Regions from separate parts of the Sus scrofa genome. Here region 2 is linked to region 1. The links are chromatin contacts, called in public HiChIP or PLAC-seq maps. All regions are on one chromosome and are shown on one strand. The core of a region is the stretch at or near the end of the contact, and the rest is flanking DNA. Distances in the headings are between cores, read along the strand shown. Region 1 holds the start of IBA57 (IBA57 homolog, iron-sulfur cluster assembly). Region 2 holds the start of OBSCN (obscurin).

Evidence for each region. HiChIP or PLAC-seq counts read pairs in DNA pulled down with a chosen protein or histone mark.
Region 2: a contact with region 1 is called in an H3K27ac HiChIP or PLAC-seq map of skeletal muscle. The contact joins the promoter of OBSCN here to the promoter of IBA57 in region 1. A contact is called at or near these places in 1 of 47 Hi-C or Micro-C datasets (fetal heart ventricle) and 1 of 2 datasets of contacts at active chromatin or transcription factors (skeletal muscle).

What each region holds. Positions count from the first base shown.
Region 1 is chr2:51,274,410-51,277,965 of Sscrofa11.1, forward strand. IBA57 (IBA57 homolog, iron-sulfur cluster assembly) reads left to right here and starts at 1,943. Exons shown (of 3, transcript NM_001244830.1): 1 at 1,943-2,352. The coding sequence starts at 2,024.
Region 2 is chr2:51,315,795-51,319,350 of Sscrofa11.1, forward strand. It overlaps OBSCN (obscurin), which reads left to right and starts at 1,744. Exons shown (of 110, transcript XM_021083345.1): 1 at 1,744-1,828.

The DNA.
Region 1 (3,556 bases), core at 693-3,192:
GGAACTGTGAGAAATAAATGTCTGATGATTAAGCCACTCAATGTATGGGATTTGTCAAGAAGCTCAAACTAATACACTTAGGAAAATAGTTTGGAGGTTCCACAAAAAAAAAAATTAAACATAGAATCACCATATGACACAGCAATTCCACATCTGGATGTATACCTGTGGTATTATGACTTTCACCCTTATTCCTGGCACAGAGCTCCTAAAGCCATTGGAATTTCTTAAGGGATAAGAGTGATATATATATATATATATATATATATATATATTTTTTTTTTTTTTTTTTGGTTTGTTTTTTGGCTGTACCTGAGGCACATGGAAGTTCCTAGGCCAGGGATCAAATCTGAGCCTCAGATGTGACCTATGCCACAGCTTCAGCAATACTGGATCCTTAACTCACTGCACTGGGCCAGAGATTGAACCCGAGCTGCCACAGAGACAATGCCAGATCCTTAAACTGCTATGCCATAGTGGGAACTCCAATATTCTTTTTTTAAAAAAATATATTTTGTCCCGATATTCTTAGCAAGCCCTGGTCAACAAGTTTATGTTAATGAAGTGATTTTGGAAAGCCCCTAAGGATGGGAGCTAGTTGGCAGGGGAACCAACCCTGTGATTAGAGGGTTAGAACTTTCAGTCCCACCCTGACCTCAGAGGAGTGAAGTTGAATCAGTAACCAATGGCCAATGATTTAATCAATTGTGCTTCAATAATGAAGTCTCCATGAAAACCCTAAAGGACTGGATTTGGAGAGCTTCTTGGTTGTGGAACACACGGCAATTTGGGGAGAGTGGTGCCCATGGGGCATAAAGTTCCATGTCTTTTCCAACATATCTTGCCCTATGCATCTCTTCCATCTGGCTGTTCCTGAGTTATATCCTTTTTATAATAAATCAGTAATCTAGTATGTAAAATATTTCTGATTTCTGTGAACCACTCTAGAAAATTAATTGAACCCAAGGAGAGGGCTATTGGAACCTTTGCTCTATAGCTGGTTGGTCAGAAGAAAGGAAACAACCTGGACTTTGGCATCTGAAGATTGTGTGTGTGTGTGTGTGTGTGTACACACGCAGTCTTACAGGACCTGATGCTATTTCCTGGTATAAATGGTTCATAATTGAGTTAAAAATGTAAGACACTCAGCTGGTGTTGGAGAACTGTATGGTGTGGGGAACTCCCCCCCTACATTTTAGTGATCAGAAGTGTCAGAAGTGAGAGCATAGGATATACAGGTGTGTATTTTACACAATAACCAAAGGAGCTGAAAGCATAGTTGCACATCCCTGTTCATTGTAGCATTATTCACAATAGCCAAGGGTGGAAACAATACAATGTCCATCAATCGGTGAATGGATAATCCAATGTGGTATATACATAGAGTAGAATATTCAGCCTTAAGGAGGCTGACATATAATATACCACGGAGGAACCTGGAAGCCATTAGTCACAAAAAGGCAAACACTTCATGATTCCACTTCTATTAATTTCCTATAAGAGTCAGGTTCACAAAGAGTAGAATGGAGTTCCCAGGGGCTGGGGAAGGAGACAGGGATCAGCGTTTGATTAAGGTGGAGTTTCCGTTTGGAAAGATGAGAAAGTTCTGCAGGGTGGAGAAGGCTGCAAAACAGTGTGAATGCGCTTAATGCCCCTGAAATGTGCACTTAAAAATGGTTAGGATGGTAGGGTTTAGGTCATGGGCTCCCCGCTACAATAAAGCAAGCAGAAACTGCTCTAAAAACCGAGGCGCAGAGGGCCAGCCCAGGAGTGTAAGGGTGACCGACAGCCCAAGACCTCTCTCCGCCACACGCTCCGCCCACCCTCACCCGGGCCACTCTTGCAAGTGCCCCCAGCCCCGCCTCTAAGGGCGGCAGAGGCTCCAGCCCGCGCACGCCTGCGCACGCCCCGCCCCATGCCCCCCCACCCGCGTGCGCTCCACTCGTCCGCCTACAGCAGGTACTGTGGCGCCTGCCCGCGCCGCCGCACGGAGCCCCTTCCCGCCGCCTCGCTCCTCCCCAAGATGGCGGCTGCGGCGCTGCTCCGGGGCGCGGCTTCAGGGCGCAGCGGCCTAGCCTGGCACTGGAGGCTGCGCGCGGCCCCGAGGCGCCGCCTGGCTCAAGGTTCCTGCTCTCAGAGTGGTGACCCCGCGGGCGGTACGGCCTGGGCCTACTTCCTGCTGGGCGAGCGCGCCCTGGTACGCGTGCGCGGGCCGGACTCGGCGCCCTTTCTCCTGGGTCTGCTGACCAATGAGTTGCCGCTTCCGGGTCCCGCTTCGGCCGTGGCGCGCGCGGGCTACGCCCACTTTCTTAACGTCCAGGGACGCACACTCTATGACGTCATTCTCTACGGGTGAGCGCAGGGTGTGGCAGGGTGTGGCAGGGACTGCGCAGGCTCCAGTGCCGGCGTGGAGGTGGGGAGTGGGATCACCCAGAGCGGCCGGGAGAAGACTTAGGGGATGGGCTCCTATGGAGGGCTCCCAGGGTTGGGGTCTGTACGGAGGAGGGGCGGGGCACCTAGGCCCAGGATGGTCATTCAGGAGAGGATCTGCAGGGCAGGGCGTCCAGAGGAGGGACACCTGGGAGCTTTTGCAAACGGTGGGCCATAGTGGGCCCCCACAGGGGAGGTCACCTGAGGATGGGAGGGGCGCCCAGGGCAGGGTATTTGGGAACCCGCATACAGGGACAGGGCTGCCATAGGTGGGCCAGAGCCAGCACCCAGGGATGGGCCCGTGACTCACCCATGGGAAGATCTGCGTGACTTTGCATGTGGCCTCTGCTCCTGCTCAGACCCACTGCACGGAAAAGGGGTCGCGGCACCTGTAGGAAGCCGCCTTGCACCACTGGCTTCCGCTATTACTTTCTGAGTCCTCCAGCGCACATACATTTCTCTCAGAAATCTCTCTTTAGTGATATCAGTGTTTGGTGTTTTACATCAGTCTGTGCTGATGTTATCATGACTGTGCCATGATGGTCAACAGGACAAGCCAAGTCAGTGGCCTTGTCCTTTGCTGTGTAGAGCTTTCTGTTTTCACTTGCTTAGCTTTCTCAGGCTTGGTACCTCTAAAATCTCTCATGCAATTGCAGGCTGTTGATTCCCTCTGAGGCTGTCCTGGAAACTCCCATGTCTGTTCTATTTGTGGGTCCTCATCTGCATCTTCCTCAGTATACTCCTGCCTTCTGGAGGAGTATGTAGTTTAGTGGCTTGTTGAGAGATAAGATACTTCAGGTGGACCTTTGACTCCTTCACATGGTTTTACCTGATGTCTTAGCTGGGTGTAGAACTCTAGGCTGAAAATCATCTCTGAATTTTATGAAGCCCTGATCTGTCTTGCTGCTGCTGGCACTGCTTTCCATTGTGTGTGATGACTTTTTCTCTAGGAGCTCTTGAGGGCTCTTTTTCATCCTTATGTCTTGAAGTGTCATGGTCATGTGATGTATTTGGGGTCTTCTTTCATGTCCTGTTGCTGGGCACTTGGTGGACTCTGTGACTCTGGAACAGGGGTCAGTAAAGTATGACCCTTGGACAGATTCACCTTACTTGCTCCCTGTTTTCA
Region 2 (3,556 bases), core at 494-2,993, 41 kb after region 1:
CCAGTTGGTTAAGCATCTATTCCTTTGGTCACGGCAACATTAGTCTAAGAATCACAGGTCGGGTGGAGAAGACAGGGCCTAGGACCCTTGAGGCATACAGTCCACCCCAGATTGACAAGTGGGTGATTCATTGTCCAAGAGTACCTGGTGGGTGATAATGACAACTACCCTGCCAAAGATGATGAAGGGAGATAATGCAGCAAGTATGTGGATTGTTGAAAATACATTGGTCAAGCACTAGGCACCTTCCCTGCAGGGATGGAGAAGACCCAGGAAAGCTGGCATTTTTCAAGTGCCCAGTGGTAACATGGGTCCATTGACTGTAGCTGGTGACCAAGGATCTGTCTGCAAGCAGAGTGGAGTTGGACTGGTCCTAAGAGCAGCTAAGGCACAGAGGAGGATCACAAGACAGCGAAGGAATAGAGAGAGGGAGGGAGGTGAGCTATGGAGGATCGCAGGCAGGGAGGAAGGACAGAGAGGGAGGATGCATTAGATGAGGTTTGGGTAGGCTCCCAAGATAAGATTTTTGCCCTTATGAGACAAAGATAAGACATTTTCTCCACCAAAGCAGGACCATCTAACTTGGTGGAGAGAAGGCACCATCTGTTTATCAGAGAAAGAGGCTCTAAGTTAACATGGAATCTGCCAACACCTTCCTGTCAAACTTGCAGCCTCCAATACTGTCAGATAAATGTCTGTGTTTAAGCTCCCCATCTGTGGTATTTGAGCTGATTGAGATTTTAGGTAACTCTGGTGACTGGTCTATACTCAAAAGAGTTTTGATTTTCCCACAGGATATAGGTCTGGGCACAAAGGGCATAGATAGGTTGAGGGCATGGCTCAGACCACAGGATGGGGTGCTGGCCATGAACTTAGTGCCCTGGAGTGGGCTCAGGGGCAACACTGATAATGGGACACAGGGCAACACCACTACCCTTTACCCCTGGTGGGTCAGCCTCTTTCCAGGAGAGGCCCCAGTACTCATACCAGATGGCCTTCTCTGGCTCCCTGATAGGTCCCTACTAAGAAAGACCCACCTTCTCCCCTGAGTGGTTCCAGAATCCTGCCCACCCTTGTCCCTGAATTGGGGCCAGGGGGCTAGTGGGCAGCCATCCTGAGGTGTGAAGCAGCACCCATATCACCTGCCCCTGTCTTGTCTGCCCATCCCTGTGGCTAGGTCCCTAGACCCTGGGAAGTACAGACCTCAGGTTGAGATACCTGGGCCCCTCACTCCCGTGTAAAGATGGACATCCAGCCAGGCCAGGTGCTGCCAGGAGCGACCAGGGATAAAGGGTGCACCCCAGTCACCTATGTGGTCAGGGTGGTGGGGGGCTGACCTTGGGCACCTGGCTAGTCTCCTGGCTGCTCACCACCATCAAGAGGCTGCAGGACTCTCAGGAGGTGACTGGTGGTCTTGTTCTCTTGGGGGATGATCCTGAGTGCTCCTGTGGGTGGTACTGTTTTCCCCCCTTCTCCTTCCTGCCCTGCACTCCAGGATGCTGGTCTAAGCACGAGGCCCACCAGTTGGGGCTCCTGCCCCACCTGCACCATCACTGGAACACACAGGCCTCCTCCTCTCCCAGCCACCCAAGCCTCTGCCCTTTGCCTCCTTGGGGCCAGGGGTGAAAACAAATCTGGGGCAGTGACACCCGGGCTATTTTGGAGCTGGGCTGGGCGGGCTGGCGGTGGTGGGGGTGGGGTGGGGGCGGGCCCAGCCTTCTTCAGCTGATAGCATCCGCCTGTCCTTTCGTCCCTGTCCAGTCTGAGGACCGGCAGGAGTGCGGGCTGCTGGGTGGGAGCCTTGTCGGTCCTGGACCCGTGGAGGGAGGTGAGACCCAGCAGCCCCTGCCCCACCATCTGAGCCCCTCGCCTGGGTGCTGCCCAGTGCCCTCGGTAGAGACAGGTGAGGAGGCATAGAGCAGGCAGGGGTGGGGGGCTATCCAGTGCCCCTGAGGACAGCTCTGCTGAAGGTCATAGCTCTGGGGGATAGAGGGACCTGGGATAGGGTTTCAGCCAGGCTGTGCTGCTCCTGGGGTTGGGGCTATGGATTCTAGCCCCTGCCCCATTGTGACCTGAGCCAGACCCTCATGTGGGGAGAGAGCAGCTGGGGCAGGAGGTGGGGGTGGGGGGGCGTCAGAAGCACCTACCTCCTCCTTTGCCCACTGCCCTGAGGGTCTAGCTTGCCCTGCCCCCAACTCTGTTGAGATGGATGCCCGCTGACAGCTGGGGCTATTTTGGGCCTGTTGGCTCAGCGGAGGGGACAGCCAGAGGGGCAGTGACACCTGACTCCAGGAAAGAATTTCCCTTGGAGTTCGGGAAGCTGGAAGGCCCAGGGGTCTAGGGGAAGGCACAGACGGCAGGAGCTGCCCTTGGAAGTATTTTCTGGAAGGGCATGGGGGCAACAGGGTTGGGGGGGAGAGGGAGCAAGTTGGGGAGACAGGGCTTCTGGGAGGGAGCTAGCCAAGGCTCTGCTATGAGGCTGCTAGCCACTTCCCACTCTGGGCTCATCTGAAAAATGGCCCAAGCCCCACAAGGACCAATAATAATAATAATAATAATAATAATAAGTAGCCAAGTTCAATAAAAACAAGGGTAGAGGGGTTGTGGGTATGGCTCAGGTCAGCCACAAAGCTCCCTGGCAGGCTTGCAAAGGGGCAGGGCCTTGGCTTCAGAGTGAAGATTCTGCCAGGGCCAAGCTGGAGCCACCCAGGGCTGAGAAGCTCCAGTGGGGGGTCCACAAGGTACTGCCCTCCCAGGTGGGCATCTGAAAGAGGAGGGACTTCCCTGAGAATTAGGGTTAAGGTCCTGGCTTCGTCTCTGCTCCTGAAGCTCTTGTTTCTGCCCTTGTGGCTGTAGCTGTAGCAGCTCCAGCCCCTAACATGGCAGGGGGAGGAGGAGACACTGCAGGTGACCGTGTGGCCAGAGGGGCCTTGTGGTCCCTGACCCGACTCAACCTGAAGGAGGGCAGCTCCAGAGTCCTCGGACACACTCATGACCAGTTGGGATGACTGTCTGGCAGGACTGCCATGGGGTGTCTTGGTGAGCCCCTTTAGACCTCTATGAGTCTGCTGCCTTGAGGGTGTGGCATGAAGGCCCTAGACAGGGAGCACATCCTCGGTGACTTTAGAGGATCCTGGGGTCTCTGCCCACCCTTGTACATCTGCTGAGAGCTGGCTCTCTCTAAACATGTGCAGAGATAAGACCTCCTTCCCCATCTCTGTCCTCCTGGCCCCCAGAGACTGCCAGATGTGGAATTGACCCCCTGACCTCCGCTCATATTTGCTGATAAACTCAGAGCAGCTGTCTCCAATACCTGCTCTGGGTGTGGCTGGGGGAGAATGCATTTCCTGCCTTGGGGAACCCACAGATCAACTGTATGATTCAGAAGGTTGTGCTAGGAAGAACTCAGAACTCAGAACACAGGCCCCCAGGGAACTTGTGTCAAAATAATCCTTCCACAGAGGGACGCTGAGGTCCAGGAGGGTGTCCATGCAGGCAGGTGGCCGCTGGCCAAGGTCTTTCCCAGGCCAAGAGCCCAGCCAGGCCATGGGGGAGC